7 separate regions of the Mus musculus genome follow, and regions 1, 2, 3, 4, 5 and 6 are each linked to region 7. The links are chromatin contacts, called in public capture Hi-C, promoter capture Hi-C and targeted proximity ligation maps. All regions are on one chromosome and are shown on one strand. The core of a region is the stretch at or near the end of the contact, and the rest is flanking DNA. Distances in the headings are between cores, read along the strand shown. Region 1 holds the start of Dtx4 (deltex 4, E3 ubiquitin ligase). Region 2 holds the start of Mpeg1 (macrophage expressed gene 1). Region 3 overlaps Prpf19 (pre-mRNA processing factor 19). Region 4 holds the start of Ccdc86 (coiled-coil domain containing 86). Region 5 holds the start of Tmem109 (transmembrane protein 109). Region 6 holds the start of Cd6 (CD6 antigen). Region 7 holds the start of Mrpl16 (mitochondrial ribosomal protein L16).

Region 1 (3,354 bases), core at 571-3,070, 730 kb before region 7:
TGTAACTCTTTAGCAGTGTTCTCCTGTATTTCTTTAAGTGATTTATTAAAGTCCTTCTTGATGTCCTCTACCATCATCATGAGATATGCTTTTAAATCTAGGTCTAGGTTCTCAGGTGTGTTGGGGTTCCCTGGACTGGGCGAAGTGGGTGTGCTGGGTTCTGGTGATGGTGAGTGGTCTTGGTTCCTGTTAGTAAGATTCCTCCGTTTACCTTTCGCCATCTGGTAATCTCTGGAGTTAGTAGTTATAGTTGACTCTGTTTAGAGATTGTTCTTCTGGTGATTCTGTTACCGTCTATCAGCAGACCTGGGAGACAGATTCTCTCCTCTGAGTTTCAGTGCTCAGAGCACTCTCTGCTGGCAAGCTCTCTTACAGGGAAGGTGCGCAGATATCTTGTATTTGGACCTCCTCCTGGCCGAAGAAGAAGGCCCAAAACAGGACCTTTCTCAGACACTGTGTTGCTTTGGCAGTTCCCAGGTGGTACAGACTCTCACCTAAGCAGACTAAATTCCTAAGTTCCTTGGAGTCCCAGGACCAAGATGGCGACCGCTGCTGCTGTGGCTTAGGCCGCCTCCCCTGCCGGGTGGGCACCTGTCCTCCGGTCCGGAAGGTGGCCAGCTGTCCCCGGCCCACACAGGGTGCTGCCTCAGCGCCTCTGTGCTTCTGCCTGTTCCAGAAGCTGTCAGGTTCTCTGGCGCACCCTCTCACCTGTTCAGACTCACAACTAATTACTATATATTCACTCTCTCTAACAAGTTACCCAGGCGCAAATGTTTTCCTGTGTTGTCATTCATTTCACTTCTACTATACTACCCTGCCGTGTTATCGTGGTAGACACAAGAAGACGGAGTGCAAAAGAGAATGGTCAGAAAGTAAACGTTAGTTCTTTCTACTTCCTGTTTGTCCTGCAAGCAGACAGTTAAATATTTCTTAATACCCACCCACACCTTTCCCCAGTTTAAGTTTCCTCTATCTGGAAATTTCTAGTTTATCTGCTTAGGAGCGGTTTTCTGTTTGTCTCCTCAAATATAAAAGGAGCACATGAAACTATGGAAAAGCCATTCCAAAAAAGATTAACAATCTCATTACCAATATAAGATTGCTCCAAATTCCAGCTTCACTTTGTCAGAACGGATTCATTGTGCAGTTCCACCCACGGAGAAACAAAGTGTGTGTTTTCTGACAAGGTTAATACATAATTCTCTTTAAAATGTCTAACTTAATTCGTTTGGAGACCTGGTCTGGATATGTGGCATGAAATTCTCCATCTTCTTGCTTCTCAAGTGTGGAAGTTGCCCGTGTGATGTACCATGCCAAGCAATAATGTGCAATACAGGCTTCAATCCCCTTAGTCAGAACCCACTTTATATTACTTTCCTCTTTAGCCATTGATGATCAAAATGAGCGAGTCTAGCTTGCGTTTGTTCTGCTGTCTCATGGTTTTATTTACATAGACACTGCAGGATGAATTAGTCTACCTTGTGTCTTCTAACAGAAAAATTGGACAGCAAGAACTTCTTTTCTCTCTATGTAAACGCAGGGAACCCTTGGCACTGGCTCTCGATGGTCACAAGTGTGTGGCCTTTGACCTGCACTTGAGGATTTGGACCAGCAGGGGGCATGGAAGCTCTAGATCGCTGGTGCTAGTGGCCATGGGGCGTGGCTTTTGCATCTTTGATGGACAGCTAGGGAACGGTGCAGACGAGGATGAGGTAATAACGGACAGAACAAGGAGAGCGTGGGGCAATTCCTGTGTGTGTGTGTGTGTGGGTGGGGGGTGTTGCGTGCGTGTGTGGGTGTGGATGTATGTGTGTGTGACAGAGAGAGAGAGAGAGAGAGAGAGAGAGAGAGAGAGAGAGAGAGAGAGAATGCGTATGCATGCACGAGCTGTAGGGAGATGCGAGCCTCTGAGCTCACGCCGCGGACACGGCCGGTGCTGAGCTGAAAACAGACAGACAGACAGTTCCATATTTGAACAGGCTGCAAAGTTGGGTCCTGGCAGTGGCAGCTGGGACCGGGATGGCGCGCGTGCTCTCGAGACTGGGGGACCAGGGAAGCCTCCGCGGGCGCGAGCTCGCCTTGGCGCTCTGCCCGGGAGGGGCGACTCCTCCTGGAGGCCACTGAGCCGAGCCGCAGGGAGGGGGAGCTGTGCCACCGCGGTCGGCTTACTCGAAGCGGAGAGAGGGCGGAGGGCGTGACCGTGCGGCGCGATCCACGCGGGCGCCCGCGGAGCCCGAGGCGCAACTGGTGCGAGGCGGGTGCAGCGTCGCGCTCGGGCCGCGCGCCCCCGGGTGGCTTTGCAAGGCGGGGCGGCGAGTGCGCAGGGCCGGGCCTTTGCATGAAGCCGCTGGACCCCTCGGAGCAGCGGCAGAGGCGGCGGAGCCCGGCGGAGCGCAGTCGGAGACGGGCAGCTCCGGGGTCCGTGTCCCAGTGCCTACGCGGCTGCGGACTCCCCCATGGGCCGCAGCTGAGGCTTCCCGCAGCGGTGGGGCGCAGACCGGGGGGCGCGGTTGAGACCCGGAGGCGGCGGCGCCGGAGGAAGCGCAGAAGGCCGGGCCCGGGAGGTGGGCAGCACCGCGCCGCAACCCCGGGCTCGCCATGCTCCTGGCCTCGGCAGTGGTGGTGTGGGAATGGCTGAACGAACACGGCCGCTGGCGTCCCTACAGCCCAGCCGTGAGTCACCACATCGAGGCGGTGGTGCGCGCTGGTCCCCGCGCCGGGGGCAGCGTGGTGTTGGGCCAGGTGGACAGCCGGCTCGCGCCCTACATCATCGACCTGCAGTCCATGAACCAGTTCCGCCAAGACACGGGTGAGCCATTCACATCTCTTGTCTGTCCCAGGAGCTCCCGCCTCGTGGGTCCGCTGTGATCCACCCAGTGGCCAGCTTTGCTCACTGGTATCAGCTATAGGTGTTGAGGGCAGGTGCTTCTCTTCCCTAGGTCCTCACAGGATTCCAAGACCACCTCCAAGTAAATGTCCTTGCAAGTAGTTTAAAGAGTCTTGATTATACAACCCAGCCTCAGCCTAGCTGCAGGAGAACCCCTTTATGCCCCCATCAGCCCCTAGTAGCCGTTTGTGCAAGAACTCTAGGGTTTTGCAAACCGCCTCCCACCCCCCAAGAAATGCTGACTCTTCAGCAAGACATTACTTGAACCTCTTGGCTCACACCTGCTCACACTTGCTCACACCTCAGTTCACCCTGCTTTGCCTCAGGCACCTTTGGGCCTAACATACACTTGCCCCCACCCCCCACCCCCTTTCAACTTTAATGTCTATATGGCCCTCTTCTAGGGACCCAGCCTTCCCACTGTCAGCTCCTGGGTAAGAGACTTGGGGAGGCAAAGGGATCCCCAG
Region 2 (3,224 bases), core at 408-2,907, 690 kb before region 7:
CAAGAGAAATCACCTGTGAGCAGGTTCTTCTGCTCCAGGTTTTGGCAAAGAACATCACCTGACAGTTCAGTGCATTCCTGATAAACTCCACCAAAGGTGAAGTTGGTGACTTTCGCATCACAGGAATCATCATCCATATTGGCTTGAAAATTAAAGTTGGGGGAATCAACATTTGTGCATCCTGGGTGAGTGTTAAAAGTGTAATAGTGTCTCACAGCAGTTTCCACTGTCTTCGACAGCTTCTTCACCAAGGGACCTGGCAAGCCAGGTAGCTTGTCAGGTTTAATGAAGAAATGCAGAGGCAAGCCAGCACGGTCTATTGCCACTAGGTGGTTAGTGATGCCCTTCTGCCAGGTTTCTAAGGTGATGCCTGGATAGAAGGGAACCCCTCCAAAACTCTGCACCCTGGAGTTGGTCCTGTTCGACAGGTAGTCCTTCGTCAAACTGGTCTGAGAAATGTAGTCTGTTTCAACTTTGAAGTTCACAATGTTTAAGAAGGCAATCCCTGCAGAAGCGGTCACGGTGTTCTGGCTATTCTGGTTGTCCAGAAGGAAGGAGGACCTTACGTGATCCTCCTGAACCAGTGCAGCCCCAGCATCCACACTAGTGATTACGTGTGTGCCATAGTTGAGGATCAAGAGCTCTGCCAGGTAGGTGGCCATCTTCGTCTGGTTTTTCTCTAGTTGGTCACAGATGTCCATAAGTGCCTTCGTAAACCCCAAGCTGAGCTCTGAAGTTGGGGTGGTTTTCACTGTGTAGATCCGGTTTCTTACCTGAACCCTGGTAGTCACAGCTTGGTCCTTTACTTGAAGGGTCTTCATCCTTTGGAACTCAGTAGAGAACTTGCCGTTGACTCTGGAGAAAAGGGCGAGTTCTGTGTTGATAGAAAGTGAGGTGGTACTCTGGTAATTCATCCAGGACTCCAGGACTTCTGAGTTCATCTCCAGGTTGCTCTCTTTCTGAGGAATAGTATACACTTCATCGGGGATGATGTACTGCCCATCTTCTGTGGTCTTACAGTTGGTGTATGTCAAGTCCATCACCCGTCCCATGTCTACATTTCTCAGATTATCCCAGCCTCCTCCTGGTAGGACCTCCAAGACAGGTAGTTTCAGGGCATTCTTGCATATTTGAAATCCAGTGGTACCCGTTTCTCCAAGAGGCTTGTCTGCTTCAGCACACGCTATTATCATCCAGATGAGGACCAAGGCCATGAAGCTGTTCATGGCGCAGATGGTTTTGGCCATATACCAGCCCTAAGCATTCACCAACAAGACTGGGGCAAACAGAAGGATGGAAAAGAAAGCGGTTGTTGAAACAGAAAATTCTACAGTTCTCCTAAAACCATCAGTTCCTCTTTATGCTGCTCCAATTGCAAAACAGAGAAGTGAAAGCTGGTTGGAATATTAGAGACCATTAGTACCTTGTAAAAATTATTCTACTCTGGATATGCAAAGATACACTCTTCAATCCCCCCCCCCCCACACACACCCTATGTCCCTCACCCTGCCTTTCTTCTACACAGGGGTTTGGCACCCAGTAAAAGTGTGGATTCAACAACTTACCTCTGTCAGAAGGCTCTGTCTGGCTTTTGTTTCACTCTCTTTGACTTCAAAACCTGCCTTTCTCTTCTTTTGTGAAATCACAGTATTAGTTTCTTTTTACTGGAAACGCAGGAGTTAGTAGCAACCTTGTGCTTATTTACATACCCCGCCTCCAGGCTACTCTGTGTCAAGGACAAATCTTAGATGTCTCATTGGTACACTGAAGTTGGGGCCTGCCCCCTGAGAACAAAAGTGTAAAATAATAAATAAATAAATAAATAGATAACCTCAGATGCATGCTTTGTGAGGTCTCATTGTTACAAACTCAAACAGTCCTATTTTGGAGATAGACTTATCTAGGGCTGAACTGCTCAGGAAAGCATTCCGTTTGCTGGGAACCCTCACCCTGAATTGTTCTGGGCATCCTGGGTGAGGGTGAGGGCTTCCACGCTGTTCTGTTTTTCTCCGTTCAGAGAGAAATATTCAAGAGAAGACAAAAGCCACACTACAAATTTGCAAAGTTTGGTTTACTCAAAGCATACAAACGGCCCAGGAGCATCCGTGCTTGTGTCCACACATTTGTCTGATCGTCTCCATGTGTGCAATTTTTAAACTAAGCAGCAACTGACCACACGTTTAACTTTTTCATCCAAAAACTTTTTTGTCAGCAAAGACAGCAAAAAAGGAAACATGCTCTTTATTACATGGGTTAAAAGTACTAAAATTCATTTCTTCTATTGTCAGGAAAACATAATGAGCACTCTTTTCTCAACACCCACCTCTTCTTTTTGTCTAGCAGTGATACTAGCTCCTTTAGATTTGTGATTCAGAGAGGAGTAGTCTGTGCTAGCGATCAAGTATCAGAATTAAGGGAGGCTTAGGTGAATTACACAGTTGTAACACCTGGAGTGTCTTGGTTCATTTAGCAGCAGCCAGGAACTCTATAGCAGATAATAAATCTTCACACAGCACCCTCATAGCACCCCAGATCATTTTAGGAGCAAGATGCAGGGCTAAGACTTTAAAAGCAGAAACATGTTTCAGCCGTGGGTGAAGACTACCACCTGTGTATAGGCTGTGAAGATCTTAACGAACTAAATTATCTCAGGTTGTCATTGAGGAAGCAACAAAGCATTTTTGAAGGACTTGAGCTTCCCTAGCCATGATCCAGGCTCCAGTGGTGTTCTGTAAATCCATAAAAGCCTTAGCATGGTTCTATTCATGCCAAGGTGTTTGGGGAAACTGACTCACACCAGCCTCCAATGAGGAATGAGTTTGTGAACGATGTCCAAGCTATACCAAGTTGGAGAACCCAGCCGAGTCACTGCAGAGGGTGCTCTAGTTCATATATAAGCAGGGTTATGTATTTATACCTCAGGAGACAGCACCTAGAGTTTAAAAGCTGAGACTTGAACGCCCTTGAGTGCTTGCAATAACTCAGTAAGTGCACTCTTCTATTTTAACTGGCTTATGCACACCTATTTGATGACAGGCAGGCTAGCAATTTCTTCTTGTTCTCTCTTTTCTAAATCACGTTGAGGGCTGGGGACGTGGTTATGAGGGTGCAGTGTTTATTGTGCAGGTACTAAGTCCTGAGTTTGGATCCTTAGAACTCGCCTAAAATGTGCACACAGCAGTGCATGCCTGGATCTCCAGTGCTGGAGAATCCCAAGAGACTGC
Region 3 (3,653 bases), core at 1,090-3,589, 860 kb after region 7:
CTTCCATCACAGTAGCTGCAACTACTAGCAAGAAACCTTCAAGATTAGGCTGACTGGGAATGCTCCCTCATACAAGGGGTGGGTGGAGGGGTCACTCAGCGGACTTCCAGACATCCGTTCCTGTACTTCCTGCCCTAACTGCATGCACTCTCTCACTGTCCTGTGAGGTGGTACTATACAAACTATGCCCTATAAGGAGGGGTGGCTATGTGTTTACATCTCTGGTGTATGTCAGGGCTCCCCTGTGCACATGCCACACACTTCACACACAACTTCAGGCTGACCAGAAAGGCTTTCCCACATCTTGTCTTTCACTATCTTTTTAGGTGGATCATAAAACTGCACATTAACATCTAACAACCACTCAATGGCTTTGTACTGGCCAGCTTTGGGGACCAGTTTATGCCCAGGATGTCCCAGGCCATGCCCTCAACCTCCCCTCTCCCTTCACTGGCACTGCACTAGCACCTGCAGACACCTGCAGACATCAGCCCATCTCTTACTTAGTTGTTGAAACGGATTTCACATTTACCCTGTTACCGAAGAACTGTAAGACACAATTTTTTAAAGACCACACTTCACTGGGCAATGGTGGCACATGCCTTTAATCCCAGCACTCAGGAGACAGAGTGAGTTCTAGGACAGCCAGGGCTATAAAGAGAAACCCAGCCTTCAAAGAAAAAGGAAATAAAACTGCTTGAGGGCATGTTCAACTAGAGCAATCCCACGAGAAGCCACAGCTTCTTCAGTCCAGAATGGATGTCAGTGTGAGGAACTTGTGAGAACGCACTCCAGCACTGACTGCCTCACCGCTCCAGCTTCTATGGTCACCTACCACAACTCAGCAACCCACTGAGCGTCATGGCCCAGGATGCCCACCGACCCTGGCATGCTCACTGCTGCTTACAACAGTCTAGAGCAAGCTCCATCACAGTGAACATGATCACTCAGTCATCTCTTGGCCCTTTGTAATCCTGTGTATTCGTACGGGGAATACAGATACGTACATATGCATGTAGAGGGCAGAGGCTTGATTACTTTGGATATCATCCTTAGGAGTTGTTTTGAAACAGGGTTTTAGTCTAGGGCCCACTAGTTAGGTCAGTTCAATTTGTGTGTGAACTCCTGGGCTCCTTGTGTCTCTGCCTCCCCAGCACTGAGAGGAAGGGCTCACCATGCTTGGCTTTTCTACATTAGGTGCTGGGGATTAAATTCAGCTCATGGTGACCTAGAAAGCACTTTACTAACGGAGCTGTCTCCCCAGCCCCTGTAGGTTTACCGGATACACTTCTAGGGAGCAGTGGGCTACATAGTAATCACAGATAGGGTAAATTCCAATCTCCTTGCCCACAGGACAGCCTGACAGAACATACCCAGTTGTTCTGTTGTGTTATCAGGACCCCCTAGCTTCCCCATAGCCTTTTAGGCGATAGCTCACTTCTCAGGTCTTCCTTCCCAAGAGTTTCTCTGTGAACTCACCAACCCTCCCCCTGTCCCCCCCCCCCCTCCTCCCTCATCTTGCCACACTCCTAACCTCAAAGCAGGCTCCAAATGCCAACATTCCATTGGGGTGGCCCTACTCCGGCCCTAAGGATCCCCAAGGCACAGCTAATGGTTCCTTACCCTTGGACAGCAGCAGGACCTCCTGCTGCCCATACCTCACTTACCTCAACCTCAGAGCCTTCCTTCCTTCTACCTACAATTCTCCCCTCCTTTAGTACCAGGTAACTTCTAAATGTCAAGCAGCCACAGGAGCCCACATTAATCCCCTCCTGTTTTTATCATCTAATGTTTTATTTACTGTGCTCTAGTCTAGCTGTCTGCCCTGGGAACAGCTCTACTTCAACAGATTAGCTGCCAGTCAAGCCAGCCAGGAATCAGTGTGTATCATCGCCCCTGAAGTATTATCCCTAGCAATCGACTCACAGCAACCCACCAGCAGGCTAAGACTAATCTTCTAGCGCCTCGCTACCTTTCCGGCTTGTAAGAGAGGCCAAGTCAGGGAGCAAGCACAGCACAAGTGACAGAGGCCCTGGAAACAAGGTCAAGGCTTCCGGAGCATGGAGGCCTCTGACAGACGGCTTTCAGGCTTTCCCTCATTTCTGCTGCAGGGGAGGCTTCCTGGTCACTCGTGTCCCATTTCTGCTGTCCCACACTGGGCTCCCTCTCCCATGACCTTCCCCAGTCAGGGTTTCTGGCAGACAGACACAAGAAGCTGACTGTTTACTGTGTAGCTTTTTTTTTTAATGAAACTAGATCGCTGCTTACAAAACCCTGCAAGAGTCCTCCTGCCCCTCCCCTTCACAGCTCCCTTGGCTCCTCCTCCCTGTCTCAGAAGAGCTGAAACAGAGCAGGCATGGAACAGCTGCCACCACTGGGGGAGGTGCTGGACTCCGACTCTGAGCACTTTACAGGGTGACCGTTCCCTGGGGCCCAAAGGCTGCATGGATAGCAATGTTCTATGTGCCCTGGCTCAGACCATCATCCAGACCAAAATGAAATGATGTGAATGTCCCCCCCCAACCAGACCTCCCTCTCCTCCTAAAGTCCCACCCCCACCCCCACCCTCTAACTCTAACCCACTACTGAGATGAGGCCCAGAACTGTGAGAAGGCATAGGGCCTACAGACTGTAGAATTTGAGGCTCCTGTCCATGCCAGTTGAAGCGATGAACTTGGCATGGTGTCCAAAGGCCACTCCAGTGGTCAGGCCACTGTGCTCTGAGGAGAGAAGAAAGGGAAGTGTGAGAAAGCTGTTCCTTCTTCAGGCTCAACAATGATTTTGTTTTGAGTGGCATGCTCCTGGCACAAACTCAGATGGTAAGGGTCAGAGTGCACTATATCCCCCAATGGCAGATTCTGCGCACTGCTTATCCTTAGCCAGCACTCAGAACCTGGCAGGAAGCAGCACTCTTTGTTGGTGAATGAACATCGGGATACTAATCCCGCTCTCACCTGAGCTTTTTGGGCAAGAGTACTTCAGTCCGGCAGGAAATCTTGGTATGTATGTTTAGCTTTAGCTCACTGCTTGGACCTAGAATAGTCCATTAGCCTGTTCTAGCTCACAGGTGTCAAAGTTCAGGGCACACAGCATAGAGCTAGATCCAGAGTAAACAAAGCTGAGCTATCGTCTTCACAGGACTCAGGTAGCTGGAGACCATGGGCAAGTTCCTTCCAGACACAGGATAACACCTGGAGCTCCCTAGCTCCCCAGAGAAAAGCCCTCTTGCACTCCCAACTGGCCCAAACTCAAGGTGATCCTCTGGCTTCAGCTATTAAGTGTTGAATTACAGGTATGAGCTACCACCTGCAGCAACATCCCCACCCTAAAGATGAAGCTAAAGCAACCCAGGGTCACAGCATGGCTCCAAGGTGAGAAATACTCTTGCTCAGCACTGTGCCAACCTCAGACGTTGCCCTTAAGTACTTGTGTTGGGGCCTGAACACCTGCTACTGTGGGAAAAGTCCTGAATTCCATCTCCATATAGAGCAAAACAAACGTACTAAACTACCTTCCATCTGCTCTCCCCAACCTGATTTACAAGCTTCACGACTCACCCATGATAGACCCCAATAAAAAGTTCACAAAAAGTAATATTCACATTCAGACCAAATATACCGTAAGACACTTCTAACCTATGCACTTTCATATAA
Region 4 (3,436 bases), core at 638-3,137, 820 kb after region 7:
CAAAATCGATCTCTCTTACACACACTACTACCCTGGAAGAGACACAAAATTAGACCTGAGTTATGCTCTCTGATCAACATTTGTCAACATTTGAGAATGATCCCTCCAGGCAGTGGTAAGAGCCAGGAAGGGGGCTGGGTGGCAGCCTGGAGCAGGAGTGCAGGAAGGCATATAATCTCCTCCAGAGCCCTATGTCAAGCAGGGGCAGGAATTTAAGCAACCAAACAGAACCTACTCCTCTGAGAACTGAGAGGCTGAGATTTGGTGCCTAACTACAACTCCTTAGCTCCCCTTAAATCAGGAACATGCGGGCTCTGAGCCCATACCGGGGAGATATACCATACCAGACATACCAGCCCATACCAGACATATAATTACAGCACACGAGTGCTACAGTTTCTAGTGACATGTAGAAGCTGTACTATTCCCTACCCCTAAGAATGGACTCAGGTTGACTCCATGTGTGGCAGTGCCTAGGGAGTGTGTCCAAGAATTGTGCTTTCTACCTTGCTCACAGGAACGTTTCTCTGGGTCTTCATCTTCCCTGCCTCCTCCTGGATCAGCAAGTAACCATCCCGGCAGAGATGAAGGTTTTAATTGTTTTGTTTTGTTTTGTTTTGTTTTGTTTTGTTTTGTTTTTCGAGACAGGGTTTCTCTGTGTAGCCCTGGCTGTCCTGGAACTCACTCTGTAGACCAGGCTGGCCTCGATCTCAGAAATCTGCCTGCCTCTGCCTCCCAAGTGCTGGGATTAAAGGCTTTCGACACTGCATCTCTTAGCCTATCAGCCAATCAATCAGACAGAGGACTCCAAAGAAATGAAAATTTCCCCAGAATTCTCATGCTGGGAGAAGAAAAAGGTACCAGCCAGAGGGGAAACTTGTCTCCTGGAAAAAGATTTCAGAGTTCTAAAAGCTTGTCAGACCACCTTACAGGATGAGACTAAAACCCAGATAATAATGGGCCAATGGTGGGCAGAGTCATACCTTGGTAAGGACTACTCAGATGTATTTATCCTTGGCCCTCTATCTAAATTTTTTATCTAAATTTAGAACCCTGAGGTCAAATTTGGGTGATTCACAGAATCTCTTTGCCCCTCTTTCTAGTATGACTACATTGAATAAATCTCCTTTTTCTAAAGATTTCCAGTTTTTAATGTGTCTCTTTCAATTGGCTTATTGAGGATAAGGTAGCTAGACCTGACTTCGGGCACAGGTTGTGAACCCCCAACATTGACAACAAGCAGTCAAGGTTTTCTGGGCCACAGACCTGACACTTTGCTGATTAACTGAAACTGTTCAAAGATGAGAACCACCTATTGCATACTTGGGCCCACTAGTAGAGAAGAGGAAGTGAAAAGAATGGGAACGTTTGAGACAACTCAAAAACTGAAGATTTCCCACTCAGGAAGACCACCAGGACCTTCCCCTTTGTTACACAGCGCAAAGCTACTGTGCTACAAAAGATAAAAGAAAAGGCGATGTTTGCGGGCCCAGCAGTTCCAGAACAAGTTAGCGCGCTGATTCGGCTCTGCCTACAAACTCCCTCCGCCTTTTTCCAACCTCTTCTCTCAAGAAAAAAAAAATTATTTTTATATGTGTGTGTGTGTGTGTGTGTGTGTGTGTGTGTGTGTGTGTGTGTGTGTATGTATAATATACCCCCACCCCATCCCCTTGCAAGAACTCGCAGTTTGCAAAAAACGCATCGCAGAAACCAAGCAACTAAACTCTGTAACTGAGCTCATGCACAACACGCATGCGTCTACTAAGCCCAGCCTCCCGGGACCGACTTCATCCCCGGCTCCGCCTACCCACGGGTCTCTCTACCGCAAGTGCGCTTCCTGCCCGGTACGGAAATGGACGAGTCTGACGTCATATGAAGGCGCCGACAGTTCCGAAGGCTACAGAGGCTACACGTGAGCCATGGATACGCCGCTGAGGCGCAGCCGGCGGCTGGAAGGCCTAAAACCTCTGTCTCCAGAAAACCTTCCTGTCCCCGAAGTCTCTCGGGCGAAACGGGCTCTTGTAGATTTCAAGTCGAACTCAGAAGAAACAGGAGAGCTCAAGTCTACGAGAGTTCCACCACTGAGCCTTCCGTCTCCCGGACCTCAGCCGGAGACGAGCCCCGGATCGCCCTGTCCACCACTGAGCCTTCCGTCTCCCGGACCTCAGCCGGAGACGAGCCCCGGATCGCCCTGTCCACCACTGAGCCTTCCGTCTCCCGGACCTCAGCCGGAGACGAGCCCCGGATCGCCCTGTCCACCACTGAGCCTTCCGTCTCCCGGACCTCAGCCAGAGACGAGCCCCGGATCGCCCTGTCCACCACTGAGCCTTCCGTCTCCCGGACCTCAGCCAGAGGCGAGCCCCGGATCACCCGGTCCTAGACAGGATGCAGACGATGGGTCCCCACAAAGGCAGCCAGAGCCTCACCCCGGGTCCCTTCAACCTCATCAAGATCTGGGCCTGGAGTCACCTGCAGGACAGACAGAGTCGAGCCCGGAATCCCCGCAACGAGAGCAGCCATCCAAATTACCTCCCCCACAGGGAGAACTGGACTCTGAGGCGGCCCACGCTAAAGAGGAGGTGATCCCAGGATCCCCCGAGCCTTGCCCGGGCCAGCAAGCACCGGGTCCCGAGCCCTCTCAGCCAGCACAGGAGCTGACGGTCCAGGCACCTAGCTCCCCAGAGCGCCAGTTGGAGCCAGGCAAGCTGCCTCCGGCGGGAGAGACAGTAACAGAAAGTCTCAACCTAAAGAAGCGAGTTATAGCCTCTCCCCAGGCCCCAGCGTCCAAGAAATTGAAAGAGAAGGAGGAGCTTCCTGTAATTCCGAAAGGGAAGCCCAAATCCGGGCGTGTGTGGAAAGACCGCTCCAAGAAGAGGTAAAGTGGGGGTAGCATGGGTGATGTGTTGGGTTCTTAGTACATTTGGACCTTGCCTTCGCCTGAATGCAATCCAAGGGTTGTAAAGAGTTCACCCGAATGAAATTAACAAACACGATCATAATGTCAAAATGCCCTAAGGTCGGGGAGGGAGATAGATCCTCAAAGATCATTTCTTTAATGTCTGCCCTAGACGGTGTTCTTTTGAGCTTTCTTCCCATCCTTTTTTTATTATGAGGCAGGGTCTCACTGTATAGCACTGGCTGTCCTGAAATTCAGAGATACACCTGCTTCTGCTTCCCTAGTGCTGGGTTTATAGACGTGCCACCTTTACCTTGTCCGCCACATCTCGTGTGGCAGGCAGAGCAAGAAAGGCGGCCATTATATGAACATAGTGAGGTCCTTTCCACTGTTGTCTGCTAGCTGTTGTCTTTGATAAAAAATGTATCATGGGACACTGGTTATGTATCACGGTAAGGATGGCCAAAGAGAGAGGCTTTCATAGCCAGCAGCACATGTAATCATCTACCCTTTGGAGCAGGTGTTACTAGGATTGGTGTT
Region 5 (3,381 bases), core at 304-2,803, 890 kb after region 7:
AAAGATAAGTTGATACATATTTTTAGGAACATGATTTAACAGAGGGGGTGGGGGAGAGAGACAGAGACCAGGAAAAGAGTAAGACATAACCAAGTGTTTATATAGGATTCTGAAGAGGGAGTCACAAATAAGTGTCACACCATTAGCCCATATAAAACATCCTGGCAGCTCTCAAGTTATGCCTTAAAAGGGTTGTTAAGAATTGGTTTTTTTATCCTTTTCTCTCTTTCTGATTAGTGATATTATAGGATGGCTCCAGAAGTGACTGGGTTAGGAATATAATCTAGTAAAATATAACTATGAGCCACTAGGATTGCACCCTTTAGGGGAGGGCTAGGACAGGTCTTTCTTACTGTAAATGTAAGTTTCTAGTGAAGTTCTTAGAAACTTGTAGGTTTACAGCTGGGAAGAGAGAAACACCTAAAGTAGTTTTTGATTCTCAGTTGATGGGAGGTTTTAACAAGACTCCTAAGGGAAGTCCTCCTTTCCCTTCCAATGTTCCCATACATTTCTAATATGTGTGCCTATGTTAATTTCCCAAAAGGCACTTGCAAACTAAAACTAAGTCTAGAAAGAAACCAAAAACACCACTCCCACCCCCACCACCCCTGAGATCTTTTCCACTAAGGCACGCCTGACAACCCGGATTCAATCTCCGGGATCCACACAGCAGGAGAGAACTGACTTCCATAGGAGTATTGTATTGTGCCTGCACACCCGAACGCATGCATAGAATACATAACTACACGTAATTTTAAAATTTATGGGTTGGTGAGATGGTTCAGCGGTGAAGAGCACTAACTGCTCCTCCAGAGGTCCTGAGTTCAATTCCTAGCAACCACATGGTGGTTCACAACCCCCTGTAATGGAATCTGATGCCCTCTTCTGGTGTGTCTGAAGACAGCTACAGTGTATTCATATAAATAAACCTTTAAACAATTTTTACATCTCTGCCTACCTCATCCACAAAGCTACCTCAGTGTTCTAAGGTTTAAAACAAACAAACAAACAAAATAACCCCAGGGCACCTGGGTTGCTTTCCTTTCCCTAACAATTGTAAGCAAAGCTTTGGTGGTCACCCACACATTTTGGGTGAGGTTTTGCTCTCTTCCAGAGCATATGAGTTTCTCCAAGGCCGTACACCGTTCATGTGCCCACTAACACCTTGTGCCTTTCCCCCCTGATGTGCCATTTTTAGCGTGAAAGGTTTCTCAGCCCTCCAAGTGCTCGCCAGCGCCCCGCCTTAGGAACTGCACTTCCCGGGAGGAAACTGCCGCCCTAAATGCGTTGTAGACTCGGATCTGCACCGAATCCCGCATCGAGCACCAACTCTACCCACGCCACAGCCTCGACAGTTCTTTCTTTCCCCTTTCCTGCCAAAGGCTTCGCTTCCGTTCCAACTCCAATTTCCGGCGCCATTCTTCTCTTGGAAATATTTGGGAGGGAAAAAACACGTACAAACCATAATGGAGCGAGCAGAGCGCATGCGTCCACGATGCCTGCCAGAAAGACCTGCCAGTCTCCTCCGTCGACCGCCCCGCGCATGCGCAGACTATAAACCAACACCCCGGGAGTTGAGGCGCCGGTTTGGTGGCGCGTTTTCTAGCGAAGTCCCACGTGAAGGATAGCGGTGACCGGAGCAGGGTGAGTGAGGGCCGAGACCAGGGCTGTAGATGCAGCTTAAAGGACAGATTTGCAGGAGGTAACAGGGCGGAGCCGCAAGGCCTTGCGAGCCCTAGTGGGGAGGGGTCGAACGTGGAACGTGGGGCTTAACAAGTATGGGACCCAGATCCTCGTTGCTATGCAACCAGGGGCGTTGTTACTAGGTAACCCTGGAGGAGAGTGTTTCCCGGGATGAGTGGGTTCGAGCGCTGAGGTCTAGCCCTCCGGAGGGAGCAGCTGCCAGATTTGGGGGATGAGGCCAGTGCCGAACTGCACACCTCCCCCAGCCCCATGGTCCAGCCTCCTGCCGCCTCAGTTGGAGCCCCCCTCAGGGTATCCTGACCTCATGGGCCTCGCGACGCCACTATGGAGTGCTTGGCAGGGGATGTGCTGTTCGAAATAGCACATGCCACTGACCCTATTGCCTGGAGTCTGGGCCTTGGGAAGGGAGCGGCAAGGCTGCACACCCCCCCCCCCCCCCTTTGCAAACACCCTGCCCCACAAACAGTTGCTGGGTAGCAGCTGTCAGGGGTTTAGCGAGGGCTGCCTCCGACCTGCCAGAACGCTGACTTCATTCTCCTTAGTGGTGACTTCGCCACGTTTAGGACCTTCTATCTCAGCTGTGCTTCTCATGTGGCTGTCGTATATTTGGACTGACTATTCAAATAACCTCCTCCCCTTCCCTCCCCCCCCCCCCCCCGCCACCTCTCCATGTCTTTATGTCCTACACTTGTGGCTTCTTGGCAGGGCTTCTGATACTCATTTAGCAAGCACTTAGTCATTCTATGCTAGGTGCTGGGGATTCCAAGAAAAGTTAATGTCAAGTTAGTCTGAGAGTCACTGGGAGGCTGTGGGACAAACTTTGAACACAGTGCTTGCACAAATTATCTAACTTCTTGAAGTAACTCTTAACCCAGTTTCAACAGAACTTACATTTGAGGAGATTGAATTTCAGATAGGTTAAGTAACAGGTGTAAAGGTAGTGGCGGCTAACTTGTGATAGATCTGAACCTGTGTCCTTTGTACAGAGAGCTCTTAGGAGGCTTTGCTTAAAGTAGACTTTTCTCTGCGTTGCTGATCTTTGCAACCACTGTTTGATTATGCCTCAGGAATCCTGGGGAGCTTTAAAAACAAAACAAAAAGGCTGAGCTCCTCCCTGGGAGGGTCTGAGTGGGTTGCCTGGGTGGGGCAAACACCCTTGTTTAACAGGCTAGTCAGGCAGGTCAGATGGGCAATCCAGAGTGAGGATTGCAGATCCACAGGACTGCAGTGAGTAGTGAAGGAACCGTGGGGGCCAGCAGAGGGCACCAAGTTAGTTCTTGCCCCTGTAGTGATTTATAGCGAGAAAGGAAAAAGAAGAGGAAGGAGCACTGACTGGAGGTAGTGTGGACAGCCCCACCCCGCCCTGGCAGAGCAAACCACAGCTGAACATAGAGTGACGTCTCACCACCATAGTAAGTAAAGCAGTTCCCCAGCTGAGACTGTCCCTACTAAGCTGAATTGCAGCTGTCTGAACAGGAGTGGCCAGTCTCAGTGCTATCTCTGGCTGTCCCTTCTTACTCTCTTGGTGTGTAACCTGTAAACTCTCAGCGGGTGGGTCATCTTCCAGTATGAAGGCTTTTCTTGGGAGGTTTGGGTGTCTTCGGCTTTACGCTCGATGGTAGGTAATGGAACGGTATGTTCCCATAGGCAGAGAGCAGGTCTTACCAAGGCAGTGTG
Region 6 (3,550 bases), core at 234-2,733, 940 kb after region 7:
ATCCCCCTCAGCTGGTGGGACACTCCTACTAGTGGGAGAAATCCTCTCCATTACACAAGTGGAGAAATGAAAACAAGCTAGAATGGAGGAAGTGGAGTACCAAAAAATGTTGTATGAGGCATGGCTGGAATCTGGAACCAGTCTCTTTCTAGACTCTAGGGTTCTGCTTAGAGACAAATTATCCATTCCCACATTCTCTCAACAAAACCTATTTAACACCTACTATGTGTTACGAGGGGGGGCTCATTGGTGAGCTAAATGCACAGTCTACTTTCTAGCCTGGTTCAGCACGCCTAGGCAGCCTGGTCCTTCCCGCTCTAGCCCTTTCCTCCCGAATCTTTTCCTTCCCCAGCAGCCTCCCTGCACAGCCATCTGCTGAAACTCCGCTTGCCCTCTTGCCCAGGACACAAACAGCGAGCAGTCCTCAAAGATGGGATCCAGATTCTTTGGCACCTCTGTGCAACTCCCACCTGGGTTGGGGCACGTGGAGGTGGGGGGGAGTCCTTCTCTGAGACCCCCTATTCTTTGGGGTTTCCTTTGGAAAAGCTTAGGCCCTTGCTACGTGCACCCCAGGACTGGGGAAATGGTTCAGTAGTTTGCCAAAGAAGCATGAGAAGCAGAGCTCAGACTGTCAGGACCTACACAAAAGCCCTGCAGGTATGGCAGCCTCCTGAGATCCCAGCACTTAGGAGGCAGAGATGGGGACCTCCAGCGTAAGCTGGCGAGCTAAACTTGTGGAATCAGGAGCTCTAGATACAGTGAGAGACCCAACCTCGATAAATAACAGAGAACAATTGAATTGAAGAAGACTACTCTGACATCAGCTTCAAACTTACATACACACACACACAGACACACACACACACGCACAAATATACACACACATAGATACACACATTCATACATGTGCATATACACTACGCATACCATATGCTCACACACACACTTGCACACACATGCACACACATGCACATACTTTCTCTCACAAACATACACACACATGAATGAACACACACACACACATATTCACACACATACATATATACACATACACGCACACACACTACACACGGCACACCTGACATACCCCTCGATACACACACGCAAAAGAAGAGTCCATCAAGACTCTGTCCTCCTGCCTCTTAGTCACCACATTCCCAAGGACAACACAAACCTTGGAATGCAACCCCATGAGAGCTGGATTCTGTGGGAGGGGCAGCAGGGGCGCATTAATTCACTCTTCTAGCACCAGTTACTAGAGCATCTCTGGGAATGAGCTGTCTCTTTGTGTCCAGGAAAGAAGGCACAGCCTCTTTGTCTTTCTTGGAAGACCCTCAGGGATGCGTTCATTGGACATGGCCTCTGTGATTCTTAGGGTTCACTTTGGTTGGTGGGCTTATGGAAGGTAGCTTGGCTCCCCCACCCCAACAGCCCTGTAACAGCACCCCTGTTACAACAGCCTGGCTTCCTGGAGACCAAAACCACAAGCAGAAGGTAGAGGCGTGAGACACTCACAGGCTGGGCCTGTGTGTAGGAGAGAGAGTGCGCAGCACACAGGGCACTGAGAACAAGAACAGAAAGGGCACCACGGGTGAGACAAGCCATCGGTGGCACAACCGTCTCCCGGAACCAGGATGGCACTTCCTATGGGCAGGCGTGAGTAGCAGTGGAGACAGCACCAGACATGTGGCTCTTCCTTGGGATCGCTGGATTGCTGACAGCAGTTCTCTCAGGTAGATCTCTTCTGTCACCTCCTACAGCTCGTGCTAGGGGACCCGGGTTCTGTCTGCTTGGCCCCTTGCTAGCTGTTTCCTCATGGCCACCTTTGTAGAGCCTTTTAACCTAAGACCATCCTGGTGTGACAACAGCTTGGGGCTTGAGGTGACGCAGGGACCCCTTAAAGGGCCGGATGATGCTCTCATCATAAAAGGCCTCCTGGGAGTGAGGTGAACGAACCTCATGCCTGACTTGGGGCCTAGGTCTGAGGAAGGAGCTCCCCACGCATCCATAGGTGCAGGAAGCACCCGCTTCTCCCACCTTCTTACCATCTCACAGGAAGGAAGGAACGACTCCTTTGAGAGGGAGGACCAGCCAGCATCAGTATTTTCCATGTTAAGTCCCAGAGTGGGGTTCACCAGGACCAGAGACAGAATCCAGGGAGACCCAGGGGACTTCACTCTTAGTGACTTCGGTTCAACCTCTTGGATGAATTTGAGACACAAATGATCAAGAAGGCTTTTGAGTTCCTGAGCTGCTAAGTGCTGAAGTAGTCTTGCATAGTCTGGACTAGGGTTCTGGAGCAAAGGCCCAAGGTCGCCAGATACTTGATAGAGTGCACAGGCCAAGCTAGCAGAAACAGGCAATACACAGAGACTCAGGAATCCCTGTACATGGCAGGCATTCACATTTCAGGGTAGGAAGATGGTATAGAAACAGACTTAGGGTCTAAGGAGTTAGGTCTGCCTTACAGAAGGGGAGCCCAGGCAGAGGGATGGGGACATAAAGCTGGTCAGAGGTTATGAGCACTCGGGGAGTTCTGAAGTGTCTTCTTTCTGTCTGGATCTTCAGGCATTTCATCCAAGTCCCCTGGTGTTAATTGGCATGTGTTTTGCCCAGTAGAGGCCTGGGCTTTTGCTGTCCTTTCTTGACCAGCTGTTTCCAAAGCACTGGCTCTCGGAGCTCAGCCTCCTTCTACTCAGGCCGACGGCAAGGCCTTCTGCTTCTTCCTATCCATCAGTGCCACCACCTCTGCCTCTCTTAAGAGGCCTGACACAAGATCAGGCTTAAGTCCTAAAGGAAAAGGTCTGCTGACCGCTAAGACCGGGGCCCCAAACAAGCCAGCTCCTTCTCTTTCCACTGCTTCCCAGTATGGATGAGGGCTGGGGCTGAGCTGAGCACGGAGCCCTTTGGGCTGAAACTGAGAGGTCCTTGGTCTGAGATGATGGGTCCAGAGTGATGCCTATGGGAAGGTAAGACCTCAGCAGCAGGCGGGCTCCAGAGAGCCTACCCTTAGGTATGGGTTGCACCTGGCCCATGCACAGTATCAGTTCCCTCAGCTCCTTCCTGTCCCTGGGTTGATGTCAGTTGACCCGCTTTTAGTCACTGATAGAAGTTTAGTTTTGAAAGAAAAAAATTGGTTATGTTGTAAGTGGAAAAGCCTTCTCGTTTGCCAGAAATTAAAGGGATGAGGAAAGCCTAAAAATAAATGGTGGTAGAACCCAATTCGAGGCAATTGAAATGGTGTCACCAAGGCCCTAGAGCCTAAGGCCTACGCCATTCTGCTCTCCCAATTAGAGGGGTAACGAGGGAGGTGGGTAAGGACATCCTGGTTCCGAACTGTTATTTTCTTCAGAATTTGTCAGTCACTCGGAGCAGGGAACAGGCTCCTCATTGGTCAATGCTCTTTCATCAGTGCCTGATGGTCTATGTCCCATGGAGAAATGTCCCAAGAGGACAAGCTTTGCAGGTGTAAGGAAAACTGCACCCTAAAGTGACACTATGTCTCCCTCATGGTGATGTCTAGGAGGCTGAGTCTCTGGGCCCAGGGCCT
Region 7 (3,471 bases), core at 451-2,950:
CCTTAGGGCCCACGTGGTAGAAGGAGAGAACTGACTCCCAAAAGTAGTCACAGACCTCCAGATATATGCCTTGACACATACGCACCCACACAAGTGCATGCATACAAAATAAATAAAAGGCAATTAAAAATAAAAAGAATTGAAAACAGGAGCATACATAATTTTCAGCTAGGCCAAGAAACATAATTGGGCAAGTGGTATTCTAATCTCTACTTTAAAGAAGAGGAACTTCAGTTAAAACATCAAAGCCAGAAGCATGCTCTTAAAAACCAAAACCAAAAACAAAACAAAACTCACTGCTCCTCTAGATTGCAAAAATACCATTAAAACAAAACAAACAAACGAAAAAAAAAAAAACCTTCTGTTGTATTTTTCTTGGTAAACTTACAAAGTAGGATTTTTCTTGTCACTATCCTCTATATGACATCCTGGGGAAAACAACTGTGACTCAAAAAAAAAATTAAATATGAGAAAGAATGGCTCCATGATAGAATAAACAAAACAGGAAGCCTCAAAGGGCCATCAGATCATTAATGGAATAATAAAGTTGCTGTTCCAAGTTACAAAAACTACTCTCCCTTCACTGACTTCTATGGGCAGCTACTGTGAGACCTGGTAATACGTTCTTACATCTGCAAGTTAGTATGCACTTCTAAGCACACACAGCACCTTATTTATCAAAAATGTTAGGAGTGTTTTGTCTGCATGTATTAATGTGCAGAAGAGGATGTAGGAACCCCTGAAGCTGGAGTCCCAGATGGTTATGAACAATCTTGTGGGTTCTGAGAATTGAACCTGGGTTCTCTGCAAGAGCAACAAGTGTTATTAACTGCTGAGCCATTGCTCCAGCCCACACAGTAGTTTAACAGTTATGTGCCGAAGACCCTCAGATGTCTAGGCCATTTGCAGTTTTGGAGATTTTAGTACATTAAAAAGTTAGATGTACAGGACTGCAGAGCACCTGGCTACTATTGCTAAGTGTCTGCATATCTGTACTATTATTTAGAAGATAAAAAAATCTGATATATGCCCAGTTAGTGCTGACTGGGTAGATCATGGGCCACACATCAGTGGTAGGATGCCTGGGAACTAGCCCAATAGTTATCTGCTTTGCAACATCGAGGGACTTCGCTGCAGTTTGCCTTCCTTACATATATCTGTTGAATCACTCAACGGAGGGAGGAAGCACAAACACACCTTCGATGCCTTTTCTCAGAGAAAAATAAGTGGAAATGACAGGTACTCACTTTCAAAAGTTGGAACTGGGAGGAGCGTCTTCAGACCAGCACTGGTGGGAAGGGCTGCCCAAGAATCTACAATGACAAATCAAACCATTACTGTTACACTCTGATCACTCCTGACAGAGGTGTCTAGAAGCACGGGGGTACGAGTTCCACTAAATGGGCTTCCAAGGAAGCAACTAGGCTCACGGAGCACCGTCTCCCGCACATGACCAGGACCCAGGCCTCCGCATAGTGGAGGTGGAAGAAGTAAGGAAAGCGCAGGACCTATCGCAGTAAGCATAGACTTTGGAATGTGGGGAGGAAGATCGGGGAAATGCCTTTTTAAAAGATGAAACAGGTTTCTGACCTGAAAAGTGCATCCGCAGGAGCGGCGCGGGGACGCGCGTCAACAGCCTCCACATGGCCACGCGTGTGCTGCCGGGTCAGGTTTCTCTCAACTACAACAGTGGCTTTTCCCAGTTCAGAGCTTTGCCGGCCCGCGGACACAAGACAGGAAGTGACGTCATCCTGTCCCACCTTTTATAGAGTCCTGACGGAAGTAGAGGAAACTTCCAGCACCTGGTTCTGGAGCAGGTTATCTGCGGGTTAAAGGTCCCACAGGCCAAGCCACGCCCGAGGTGTTTCAAGTTTCCGCGAGGGTCTTCTCAGTTTTTTTCTGTTTAGTGACAGCTCTGGGTTTTCTCCTTGGTGTAGAAAGCTGCGAAAGCCCGAGGTTTTGTAAGAAGTTGTTCCCTTAACTTTCCGTACATTTATGTCTCTTCTCTAGGGACATAGAAAGATGCTATTGATTTGTCATTGGCTTATTTACTGTGCGCTTGCTGAGTTTGGTCTTGACAAATCTATCAAAAGAGCTGTAGCTGGAGTTTTCAAGGTAAAAGCACTGGCTTGGGCATTCCCAACCGGCTGGGTTCGATCACCTGTCCTTTTACTTTTATAATTAAAAAAAAAAAAGATTTATTTATTTATTATATATAAGTACACTGTAGCTGTCCTCAGACACACCAGAAGAGGGCATCAGATCTCATTACAGATGGTTGTGAGCTACCATGTGGTTTCTGGGATTTGAACTCAAAACCTCTGGAAGAGCAGTCAGTGCTCTTAACCGCTGAGCCATCTCTGCAGTCCCACCTGTCCTTAATATGCTAATTAAAAGAAAGTAACCTCGAAAAGCCATTAATTTAAGGTAGCTTCATTTGAAATAATAAATGATGGACTCCAATGACCATTCAAGATCATTTTCATGGCCCTGATATGAGCTTTAAGCTATTTATTTATTTATTTATTTATTTGAGACAAAATCTCTATGTAGTTCTGGCTGTTCTAGAACTCACTATGTAGATAGGCTGGCCTCGAACTCACAGAGATCTGTCTGCCTCAGCCTACACAGTGTGGGATTAAAGGCATGTACCACCACACCTGGCACCTTTAAGTTTAACTAGTGGACAAACTGGGGCATCGAGTGGGGAGTCCGCTAAAAAGTATGCATAATTAAGCAGTCCTGGTCTAGGCTGATCATTGCTTCAGTTTTGGTTTGGTATGGTGGTCATCTCAAGCTGGCATAGATTAACAGGATTAATTTGTTTCTATAAATGATCAGTTTGGTTTCAAGATTTAGCCTTGTCTTCACAGAAGAGGGGTAATGTTCTGTCTTCAAAGTTTTTCCTTTAAGAAATCCAAGAGAAGGAGCTGGAGGGATGGCTGGGTCGTTAAGGGGATTGGCTGCTCTAGTGAATGGACCACACCATAATTTAATAAGGAAGGGAAATGAAATAATGTATAATTATCCTTTTGGAAATGTTGGACATATAATTTTTCCTGAGGCTGGAGCTTTGTAGTGATTAGAACAAGAGGATTTGTATCTAAGCTTTTAGGAGACAGATGAAATTAGCAAATGAGACTGATGTCTGTTGTGTTTAAATCATGTTAAATCTGTGTGCTCTTAAGAATTAATTTCACAAGCAGTAAGTACAGCCTTCAATGCTTGTGGATAAGATATACTGGGGAAATTGCTTACAAATCTATTCACCTGTGCAATACATCTGCTTCCCAAGTATTAAGAGACTCTACAAATCCACCCCAGGACACAATTTAACTTGTTTATTGATATTCCTCCTTCTGCGCTGGCAAAAGGCCACATTTTGAAAGACCTGAGAGTGGTCAGAACTCCAAGTCCCCTCTTTTTAAAAGAGATGTAATCCATTCCACGACAGGTGCCACCCATGCCAGG

Evidence for each region. Promoter capture Hi-C pulls out the DNA fragments that hold promoters and counts their contacts. Capture Hi-C pulls out chosen DNA fragments and counts their contacts.
Region 1: a targeted proximity ligation map of pancreatic cancer cells shows a contact between it and region 7. A contact is called at or near these places in 4 of 39 promoter capture datasets (the C10 cell line, hippocampal neurons, pre-B cells and 1 more), 2 of 484 Hi-C or Micro-C datasets (the N1E-115 cell line and uterus) and 3 of 130 datasets of targeted methods (astrocytes, epiblast stem cells and pancreatic cancer cells).
Region 2: a contact with region 7 is called in a capture Hi-C map of macrophages, with 2.4 times the contacts expected there. A contact is called at or near these places in 7 of 39 promoter capture datasets (the 3T3-L1 cell line, the C10 cell line, cranial neural crest and 2 more), 2 of 130 datasets of targeted methods (bone marrow-derived dendritic cells and pancreatic cancer cells) and 1 of 9 other capture datasets (macrophages).
Region 3: a promoter capture Hi-C map of liver shows a contact between it and region 7, with 2.9 times the contacts expected there. A contact is called at or near these places in 5 of 39 promoter capture datasets (embryonic stem cells, hippocampal neurons, liver and 2 more), 1 of 484 Hi-C or Micro-C datasets (embryonic fibroblasts), 2 of 130 datasets of targeted methods (memory CD8 T cells and pancreatic cancer cells) and 2 of 9 other capture datasets (liver and macrophages).
Region 4: a targeted proximity ligation map of bone marrow-derived macrophages shows a contact between it and region 7, with 6 times the contacts expected there. A contact is called at or near these places in 6 of 39 promoter capture datasets (embryonic stem cells, hippocampal neurons, liver and 2 more) and 4 of 130 datasets of targeted methods (astrocytes, bone marrow-derived macrophages, embryonic stem cells and 1 more).
Region 5: a promoter capture Hi-C map of liver shows a contact between it and region 7, with 4 times the contacts expected there. A contact is called at or near these places in 6 of 39 promoter capture datasets (embryonic stem cells, erythroid cells, hippocampal neurons and 2 more), 3 of 484 Hi-C or Micro-C datasets (CD8 T cells, muscle stem cells and natural killer cells), 3 of 130 datasets of targeted methods (bone marrow-derived macrophages, memory CD8 T cells and pancreatic cancer cells) and 2 of 9 other capture datasets (adipose tissue and liver).
Region 6: a promoter capture Hi-C map of liver shows a contact between it and region 7, with 3 times the contacts expected there. A contact is called at or near these places in 2 of 39 promoter capture datasets (liver and pre-B cells), 1 of 484 Hi-C or Micro-C datasets (B cells) and 1 of 130 datasets of targeted methods (bone marrow-derived macrophages).

The regions. Positions count from the first base shown.
Region 1 is chr19:12,500,462-12,503,815 of GRCm38.p6, reverse strand. It overlaps Dtx4 (deltex 4, E3 ubiquitin ligase), which reads left to right and starts at 1,820. Exons shown (of 9, transcript NM_172442.3): 1 at 1,820-2,809. The coding sequence starts at 2,599.
Region 2 is chr19:12,459,203-12,462,426 of GRCm38.p6, reverse strand. Mpeg1 (macrophage expressed gene 1) reads right to left here and starts at 1,657. Exons shown (of 2, transcript NM_001374668.1): 1 at 1,566-1,657; 2 at 1-1,276. The coding sequence starts at 1,226.
Region 3 is chr19:10,904,102-10,907,754 of GRCm38.p6, reverse strand. It overlaps Prpf19 (pre-mRNA processing factor 19), which reads right to left. Exons shown (of 16, transcript NM_134129.4): 16 at 1-2,720. The coding sequence ends at 2,623. Among named protein-coding and RNA genes, the nearest start is that of Prpf19, 11 kb to the right of the region's middle.
Region 4 is chr19:10,947,717-10,951,152 of GRCm38.p6, reverse strand. It overlaps Ccdc86 (coiled-coil domain containing 86), which reads left to right and starts at 1,887. Exons shown (of 4, transcript NM_023731.3): 1 at 1,887-2,875. The coding sequence starts at 1,920.
Region 5 is chr19:10,879,915-10,883,295 of GRCm38.p6, reverse strand. It overlaps Tmem109 (transmembrane protein 109), which reads left to right and starts at 1,553. Exons shown (of 4, transcript NM_134142.1): 1 at 1,553-1,644.
Region 6 is chr19:10,827,991-10,831,540 of GRCm38.p6, reverse strand. Cd6 (CD6 antigen) reads left to right here and starts at 1,483. Exons shown (of 13, transcript NM_009852.3): 1 at 1,483-1,733. The coding sequence starts at 1,685.
Region 7 is chr19:11,768,644-11,772,114 of GRCm38.p6, reverse strand. Mrpl16 (mitochondrial ribosomal protein L16) reads right to left here and starts at 1,700. Exons shown (of 4, transcript NM_025606.3): 1 at 1,591-1,700; 2 at 1,248-1,313. The coding sequence starts at 1,645.